Linked DNA regions of Mus musculus: region 2 is linked to region 1. A link is a contact called in public promoter capture Hi-C data. All regions are on one chromosome and are shown on one strand. The core of a region is the stretch at or near the end of the contact, and the rest is flanking DNA. Distances in the headings are between cores, read along the strand shown. Region 1 holds the start of Acsm3 (acyl-CoA synthetase medium-chain family member 3). Region 2 holds the start of Anks4b (ankyrin repeat and sterile alpha motif domain containing 4B).

What was found. Capture Hi-C pulls out chosen DNA fragments and counts their contacts.
Region 2: a contact with region 1 is called in a promoter capture Hi-C map of adipose tissue, with 4 times the contacts expected there. The contact joins the promoter of Anks4b here to the promoter of Acsm3 in region 1. A contact is called at or near these places in 1 of 39 promoter capture datasets (embryonic stem cells), 1 of 115 datasets of contacts at active chromatin or transcription factors (kidney) and 2 of 9 other capture datasets (adipose tissue and pancreatic islet).

What each region holds. Positions count from the first base shown.
Region 1 is chr7:119,758,587-119,763,135 of GRCm38.p6, reverse strand. Acsm3 (acyl-CoA synthetase medium-chain family member 3) reads right to left here and starts at 2,213. Exons shown (of 15, transcript NM_212442.2): 1 at 2,154-2,213.
Region 2 is chr7:120,172,573-120,177,516 of GRCm38.p6, reverse strand. It overlaps Anks4b (ankyrin repeat and sterile alpha motif domain containing 4B), which reads right to left and starts at 3,659. Exons shown (of 2, transcript NM_028085.2): 1 at 3,435-3,659. The coding sequence starts at 3,598.

The sequences.
Region 1 (4,549 bases), core at 964-3,463:
CAGGACTGGAACTCAAGCAGGTCAGGAAGCTTGGAGCTGATTCAGAGACCATGGAGGGATGTTACTTACTGGCTTGCTTCCCCTGGCTTCTCAGCTTGCTCTCTTATAGAACCCAGGACTACCAGCCCAGGAATAGCACCACCCACAATGGCCTCTCTCACCCTTGATCACCAACTGAGAAAATGCCTTACAGCTGGATCTCATGGAGGCATTTCCTCAAGGGAGGCTCCTTTCTCTGTGACAACTCCAGCTTGTATCCAGTTGACACACAAGACCAGCCAGTACAGTTACTATGGTTCATTTATTTACTCAATACATACTGCTTGAATGTTTAAAATGTTGCACATATAGACAACATATTGGGGGGATAGAGAGGAGGTCCTCTCTAGTGTCATGACTGGCACAAGTAAATGAAGTAAAAAAAAAGTGCTGTTACATGAAAAGGTAGGCAGGAGAAAACAAGGCTATTTTGGAAAGTCTCTCCAGGGAATGCATCATTTTTGCTGCAATCTGGCAAGTTGTGCCTAGCATTTTGGATTGATTTATTATTCCACATTCCAGAGAAACACACCACCCTCAAACATACACACACCCAACTGAACAGTACGTCCATTCATCCTGAGACAGGCCTATATCAAATGCTGAGAATACTTCTGTTAACATCATAAGGGCACCCATCCCGTCTCTCTGAGTTTACAAACTATTAAACAACTATGCAAGTATTTACACTGGGGATAAATACAGTGTACTCACCTTGCTGATACCAAGCAGAATCAGAGTTCACTGTTTGTTGTTCCTCCCCTAACCCCATACAAAACTCTCCTTCATTCAGAATCTTTCACAAGTACATTGGTGTAGCCACTGATAACTTACTCGTGTTCAAGGAAATAGCCACCCACCCATGCTCATGCAAAAACCCTCATTAAACTCGGGGAGTACAGAACAGATGTGAGAGTAGGAGTGGGAGGGCCTTCTCAGGGAGAAGAAGGGGCTTGGGGGGAGCTGGAGGGAGGTGGAAGAGAGAAATAAAGGGTGATATGATCAAAATACATTAGGTATGTATGCAATTGTCAATGAATATGCTTTTAAAAAGGACTTATCTCAATGAACATTTTTAGAAGTCACATTTTTAAAAAGAACAGAAAATTGATCAATCAGTTGGGACTTAAAATGATCTTAAGCATTTTTTTAATAGAAAAAGGAATGTCAACACCCCTTCATCAAATCCATACTATTTCTTTCTTCCCAACAAGGGCTCAGTCAGTTCCTGCCTTTTACAATGCTCTTGTCTTACAATGTCCACTTTCCTATCTGTAAAATCCCTTGCAGGTGAAAGAAAAGATCACTTCTGCATGGCAAATCTAGATTTTACACTAAGCCATGAAATCTTGCTAAGAAAAATTCTAAGAGAGGCACCACTGTCTGGATGGATGTGCTTTTGAAAGAACTTAAAGTCTCATCTGAAATAAGAACTTTGGGTCCATATAGACGGCAGGGCAGAGGGATCTTCCATCTTTCCACATCTCCACAAAGCCCTTCCCCCTGATTAGCCCAAATAACAACGGCAGATACACAGCCTCAAAGCAAAGTACAACTCCATGGTTCTCATCCACAAAAAGACCTTGTCTTAATTCCCACCCTCAATATACTGCTTTAGATTATCCCTTGTCCTGGAGAGAAGACGTTTTCAAGAGGTAGTTTGTGTACTTCTGGATAGTTAGAAGATGAACTTCCATCTGTCATTGAGCAGGGTTCAGTCAAGCTCCTACTCGCTTTTTTTTTTTTTTCCAAAACATTTTATCATGGAAACATACGAAGCCATTATTAAAACCCAAATCTCACCAAAAAGCCTAAGCTGAAAACTCAGCTGCCCTGCCAGCCATGTCCTGGGGGTGCTCTCTCCCAACCTCCTCCTCAGTGCTCCCATGGCAGCTGAAAGACTCTGAGTTTAGAAACCCCTCTGCCACCCATGGCTTCACAGAGCATTTTCTGAAGTTGCTGGTATTGTTTGCTGAACATTTATAAAGAAAACCTGCACTGTTGCAGGAAGTCTTACCCAGGAAAAGAAATTGGATCCTCACTAAAGATACTGCTTCCCACACAGCTGGAGTGATAGTAGACCCGCTTAATGGAAGAGAAAGCCAACTTCTCACCTCTGCTTTAGTGTTGGTGGTGGATCAAAGTGGACGGAGTTTGACGGAGGAGTCAGACTGGCCGGCAGTGCCTTTCCTTAATTGGTGGATATATTGGTGGGAGGAGCGTGAATGTTTACATAACCCTGGCCTGTCTTACTTAACCTTCTTAACAGGTAATGTTATCTGTACACACAGCAGAGTTTTAGTAGGCTGGGAAGGCAGTGCGTGTGCTTTTACTAGGAGGGAAAGGCTTGCTGAAAAGCAACCGGAATCCGGGGCTTACACATGCCTCACTCAGCCCTTCAGAGGTGGAGGCAGTGTTTCTCAGCTTGCCAGTGATTCAGAGAAGTGTAACAAGCCATGGTGTCTTCTCTGACCCAGACCTCACCGCTCGGCCTTCCTGCTCTGCTGTAGTCACAGCAGCCCCGCTGCTTGCCTAAGACACAGGCGTGTTCCAGCCTAGAGATCCTTGAGCTCCCGGCCTGTAACTCTTCCCACGGCCAAAGCCTCATTTGGTGAGATATCCTATCCCAGGCCTTTCTTCCCAACCTAGAAATCTTCATTGATTTTTTTCCTGCTTTTAACTTTTTTAAAAAAATTTTTTTTTCATTTCTGAACACCGACTTTGAAAATAAGAACTTTGCTTTATTTACTGATGGATCCTCAGTGTAGATATTAACTAGTAACAAATGTTAGCCATCTAGTAAATGTTTCATGTGATATGTGAACAGATGGCTCTTCCAATTGTATATGATAAAAATCCAACTCAAATTTAACTCAAATTCCAACTTAAATACTGGAATTAATAAGCTGGGCACGTTGGCCCATACTTTTAATCTCAGTGCTTGGGAGGCAGAGACAGGTGGATCTCTGAGAGTTTAGGGCTAGCCTGGTGTACACAGTGAGTTCTAGGACAGCAATGGCTTTCATAGATAAGAGCCTGTCACACAAGCAAGCAAGCAAGCAAACAAAAAATGAATTGGTCCCCTTTTAAAAATTGATCTTTTACAAATTTGATTTCTGGAAATTTACTATGTAAATAGTCACACTGTGTGTGAAGAGTGAGTTTTATTTCATCCTTTCAGATCTTTATGCTGTTTTTCTTTGCTCTGCTCCACTCCGCTCTGCTCTGCATTGCTTTGCTTTGCTTTGCTTTGCTTTGCTCTGCTCCGCTCCGCTCCGCTCCGCTCCGCTCTGCATTGCTTTGCTTTGCTCTGCTCTGCTCCGCTCCGCTCCGCTCTGCATTGCTTTGCTTTGCTTTGCTTTGCTTTGCTCTGCTCTGCTCCGCTCCGCTCCGCTCTGCATTGCTTTGCTTTGCTTTGCTTTGCTTTGCTTTGCTTTGCTTTGCTTTGCTTTGCTTTGCTTTGCTTTGCTTTGCTTTGCTTTGCTCTGCTCCGCTCCGCTCTGCATTGCTTTGCTTTGCTTTGCTTTGCTTTGCTTTGCTTTGCTTTGCTCTGCTCTGCTCCGCTCCGCTCTGCTCTGCATTGCTTTGCTTTGCTTTGCTTTGCTCTGCTCTGCTCCGCTCTGCTCTGCATTGCTTTGCTTTGCTTTGCTCTGCTCTGCTCCGCTCCGCTCCGCTCTGCATTGCTTTGCTTTGCTTTGCTTTGTTGCCTTATTTCTCTGGCTGGCATCCACACTGGAGCAGTGAAGTGGAGTTCTTGGTCCCTTCCTAAAGTAGGATGCACTGAGGCTTCCACAGTGAGTTCTACTGCCAGCTGTGGGTTTTGTTATTGATGGTCTTTGTAGGTGAAATCTATGGAGTTTGATTTTTGTTTGTTTATATGTTTTTTTGTCAAAATAGCGCTTTTTTTTTTTTAACCACATTATCCTCACTACTCAGCTTTCTCTCTTCTCCTGATATGTTGGTCCACAGCAACCCTTAATGTTTCCTTTTCTTTTTCTTCTTTTCTGTTTTCAGTGCATTCCAACTGCAGTCTTTCCTCCCTCCACTCCTCCTAGTAACCTCCCCAACTCCCCTCTTCCCCAGTTACACTGCTCTCTTTTTCACTTCAGAAAAGTGCAGGCCAGCTGGGCAATGTTGGCGCACGCCTTTAATCCCAGCACTTGGGAGGCAGAGGCAGATGGATTTCTGAGTTCGAGGCCAGCCTGGTCTACAAAGCGAGTTCCAGAACAGCCAGGGCTATACAGAGAAACCCTATCTCAAAAACAAAAACAAAAAACAAACAAACAAAAACAGAAACGTGCAGGCCTCCCAGTGATATCAACAGAACACAGCCTAACAAGATGCAAGAAGATCAGGCACACACCTCATATCAAATCTAAGCGAGGCAACCCAGTAGAGGAAAAGGGTTCTAATAGCAGGCAAAAGAGTCAGAGACACCCCTACTTCCATTGTTAGGAGCCCCACAAGAACACCAAGCTACACAACCATAACATAGATGCAGAGGACCATC
Region 2 (4,944 bases), core at 2,410-4,909, 410 kb before region 1:
CATAGATGAGCCGGAGGACGTTATGTTCAGTGAAATAAGCTGGGCACCAAAAGGCAAAGGCCTCACAGTTGCACTCAAATGTGGATCTAAACAATATGGGGCCTATAAAAGTCTCGGGAGTAGGCAGTGGTTGGAGATAGGGAGGGAAGTGTGGTGATTCAGGTTTAGGGATTCACAATGCCCATTGGGGCGCGGGCAGTTCAAGCAATGCACTCTACAATGGGATGACTACAGGAGAAACAGTTTTCATCCTTGAAAATTGTTAAGAGGCTGTTTTAAATATCTTCATCGCAAAAATGACAAGTACACGGTATCATATAATTAGCTTGATCCAATCACTCCATAACATAGATGTATTTAAAATACCATACTGTATATGAAGCATATGAAAAGTTTTGGAGACAGGGACTTACTACGAAGTTCGGGCTAGCATCAGGCTCACCATCTTCCTGACTCAGAATGGCGGGGGTACAGGTACACTATCATCATGCCCAGCTGTGCAATTTTTATTTGTTGATTTAAAATAAATAAATAATAATAAAGCCATACAATAGAATATAATGTAGTCATAAAAAACCAACTGCATGCATATTAACTTTTAACTTCAAATTGATAATGACATATTATTAACTTAGTGCCTTTTTAAGAAAAAAATGTACTTGTGCATATGGGGAAAAGAAAAAATTTGGAATATATTTATCAGCCAATATTTTGGAATGAATGACCTTGAAATAAGAATTAGGTAGCCAAAAAAAAAAAAAAAAAAAGAATTAGGTAGCAGAAATTGACAGACTTATATCCACTTAAATATATATTATATATGCATGTATTCAATAAGTACATATTATGTGTATATATATATATATATAAGTATTTATACTTACAGTATTAATTGTTAAAATATTGTCAACTTTCATAATATATATGATAAAGAGTTGATGCTGTTAAGTTTAAAAGCCTTTTGAAGGCTATGAGATGGGTCAGTGGGTAAATTGTTCACTGTACAAGGCTAAGGCCCTAAGTTCAGATGCCCAGGACTCACATAAAGCCAGATCAAAGGCTTCTTCATCATTTTCCTGGCAAAATGAGAGGCAGAGACAGGAGAGTCCTTGGGGGGTCATGGGTCAGCTAATCTGAGATCACAAGAGACCTGTTCTCAAACACTGTGGAAAGTGGACGCCTGACAACCAAGGCTGTCCTCTGATCTCTACATATGCATCCTGGTATGCTGACACTACCATTAACCTCTCTCTCCCTCCCCCCCCCTCTCTCTCTCTCTCTCTCTCGCACATACACACACACACACACACCTTCTCTGAAAGCCAATTTTATAAATCAATATTTAAGAACCTGTTATAAAACTGGGGCAATGTTATAGACTCGCAGACAGAAATGTAAGGGCTGCTCAGCACTGGCGTTCTCAGTCTCACCAGGACCCTGCCTTTCCCCTTGTAAAAGTGATTCCCTATCGAAGAAGGGAACTTGCTTTTCCTAGTTGTCTTTGCCTGTACCTCCTCTCTCTCCTATCATGGGGGAGGGGGGGCTCCACCTTTGCCCTCCCTAGAGGTGGCAGCCATAAGAACCCATCATGGAAACAGAAAATTGATCTCTCCAGGTACCAAACTTCTTGCCAACTTGATCTTAGACTTCCTGGCTGCTCTTAAAATTATGAGAATAAGTTTTATCCTCTCTGAGTTACCTTGTCTGAGGTATTTCGTTATCATAGCACAAGTGTAGGCCAACTGACAACTTTAGTTCTGAGAATTTGCACTCGGAAAAAAAAAAGTATGGACCAGGACTTACGTGGAAGAACAATCATCACAACACTGCCAACTAGAAAAAAAAATGTAACAAATAGGGGGATAACCTAAGAAATAAATTTGCTGGTTATGATACTAAAGGTGTAAATTAAATAGAGAGTGTTGCATACTTCACTGCTGTAGCAAAACTGAGACATTAACTCAAAAAAAAAAAAAGAAAGACCTAACTTGAATAAAGCTTCAGGAGATGCCGTATAGAGAGTGAGCACGCTCTTTCTGACATGTTCCCCAGTCCAACGAGGTGGCCAGACCCGCAATCTGTTTAATCCAAACATGGATGTTGACCCTCGTCTTCCTTTACTTGCCACATCCAATCACTCTCTGACATCCAAACTGTCACTCACATCTCTGTGTCTACCCACGCCCAGTGTTACCACGTGAGTTTCACTTTACCTTGAATGTCCCTAGACATTCTCTGTGACCACTGTACAATCACCAGAACAATATTCATAAGCATAAATCTATCTGATGGCCTCCTTTGTAAATAGAGGGTGTGGTGTCTAGGCTCTCAGGAGAAGATTGAAGTTCTCAGCAGAATTCTCAAGGCTCCTGATAGTCTGGTCTTATGGCTTAGGTTCTGTCCCTGTGCAGGTCAGGTCCAGCCAAGCTCAATGTCTTCCATCCTCGGAATGCACAGTGTTCTGCCTTAGGGGGAAAACACTTCCCTCCACCTCGATCAGCTCCTTGTCTTTCTAATGTCAGCTTAATTTCCCTTCCCTGGCACGAGCTTTATCACATCTACCCAAAGCCGCTCGCTTGGCTTCCCCTCTCAGATCTGATTGCCACAGGAACACTAGGATGTTCTGTTGATCAGCACCATCTGGGCAGCACCAAAAATATATGAGAAGAATTGGAATCAGAGGAGGAAGGAGTGGAAGAAAGAGAAAGAGGAAGAAGGAGAGAGAAGGAGGAGAGGTGGACTGTCACCTGCCAGATGCTAAATATGCACTGTCCTGGAATCACTTGGCTCTCTTACTCTTTACCTCCCCTCCCGTCCTCCCACTCCCACTCCTCTCATTCTCCCAGACTCCTCTTTCGCTCCATTTCTGCCCATCTTAAGTCGTAGCTGCCTACCCTGACTAGCCCTCTGGCAATGAGCAGGACAAGCAGAATAAAAGAGTTAGCAAAGACTTGAATTTAAAGGTAAGGGATGGTGTGTGTATGTGTGTGTGTGAAGATTGAAGACTCATTTTATAGCTTGTAAAGCCAGAAATTTCATTCAAAAATTCAGCTTACACCAAGGCCGAGTGTTCATAAAAGATAGTTTTTAGTGACACAATTGAAAACGTAAAATAAAGCCATGTCCTAACCAAGGAGGATGACTGAACCAAAAAGCATGGTGACCTCTTTTTAAGGAGTTAACCATTTCAATTCCATGGATATGACTTTCAGGGCATATAGTTCCAATGCCTACCCCCACCCCTCTGCCTGAGTGACTCCTAAATGGCTGTTTTCACAGGGAAAGAAACCATACCTAGCTTAGTCTTGACTCTTTCTCTAAAAGCCAAAGACTTAGGGAGCCTAGAAAGAAGTAAAATGTCTTCGTGGATGTCTCTGTCTCTTACTGCCGGTGTGGTACTCCCCACCCAGGATACCCTAACAGGAATCACTCACCCTCTACTGCAGATTATTTCTAGGGCCTCGAGGTTGCCGTGGTAGGCTGCCAGGAGAGTGGGTGTCATGCCATCCTCATCTGAGAGATTCAGATCACGCTTGGTGGCCTCCTTCAGAAGTTCCAGGTAGCTGTCACTCGCTGCTTGGTGATAGCGGGTAGACATTTTTTCTGCCCACCAGAGCTTGGCCAGGTAGGAGTCTTTGTCTAGGCAGAGCTGGTAACACAGTCTTCCAACAGGGCTGGTTAATCAGTGACGGGGAGTATCACCCCAGGCCAAAGTTCACTCCGGCCTTGCTCCTTGGAAGGCAGCCAGCCAGGAAGACCTGCAATCCTGGACTTGGGCCTTTCCTTTGGGGACCAACCATGGCAATGACCACTGAGGCCTGACAGGTGTGTCATGAGTGTGGTGAAGCACGTTTAATCTTTACTGTGTCCATTAACTAGTGTCAGATGTGATACTGACCACCCACTCACAGAATATGGGAAATAATCTCAAAAAACTCTGAACTGTTTAAGTTCACTTGGGTGGGAGAAGGGGTGTTTTAATAGATTTTAGGGGGTCTAATTTGTACAACTTGAATTTAGCCATTTGAAGTATAAAATAAAAGATCTTAGTAAATTTACAGTTGTGAAATCTTTGCTATAACATGGAGGAGAGAAGGCCGATTGACAGGCCAGAAGACAAACAGGTCACTCTCCAGGAACTGCCACAAAAAAGCTTGGTCTAGAGAGTGTCACAAAAAGGAAACAGCACTTTCTTTTTTAAAAATCTTTTATAAATATTTCTATTATACATAAATACACATATGTCATTATATATACATATATATGTATATGATTAATATTTATAGATATTTTTAAATGATTCAAGTAGCAATACCCAGGCTATAGGAAAGAGAGGAATTGATGTTAGGGTTTTTTAATTGGTTATTTTGTTTATTTACAATTCAAATATTATCCCCTTCCCAGTTTCCCCTCCGAAAACCTCTATTCCATCTCCCCTTTCCCCTGCTTGCATAAGGGTGCTATCCCACCTACCTACTCCTGCCCCACCTCTCTAGCATTCCCCTATGCTGGGGCATCAAGCCTTCACAGGACGAAGGGCCTCCCCTCCCAGTGATGCCAGATAAGGCCATCCTCTGCTACATATGCAGCTGGAGCCATGGGTACCTCCATGTGTTCTCTTTGGTTAGTAGTTTAGTCCCTAGGAGCTCTGGTGGGTCTGGTTGGTTCATATTGTTGTTCCTCCTATGGGGTTGCAAACCCCTTCAGCTCCTTTAGTCCTTCCCCTAACTCCTCCATTGTGGTCCCTGTGCTCAATCTGATGGTTTGACTGTGAGCATTCACATCTGTACTGCTCCCAGCTCTGGCAGAGCCTCTCAGGAGGACAGCTATACCAGGCTCCTGTCAGCAAGTGCTTCTTGGCATCAGCAATAGTGTCTGGGTTTGGTGTCTGCAGATGGGATGGATCCCTAGGTAAGGCAGTCTCTGGATGACCTTTCCTTCGGT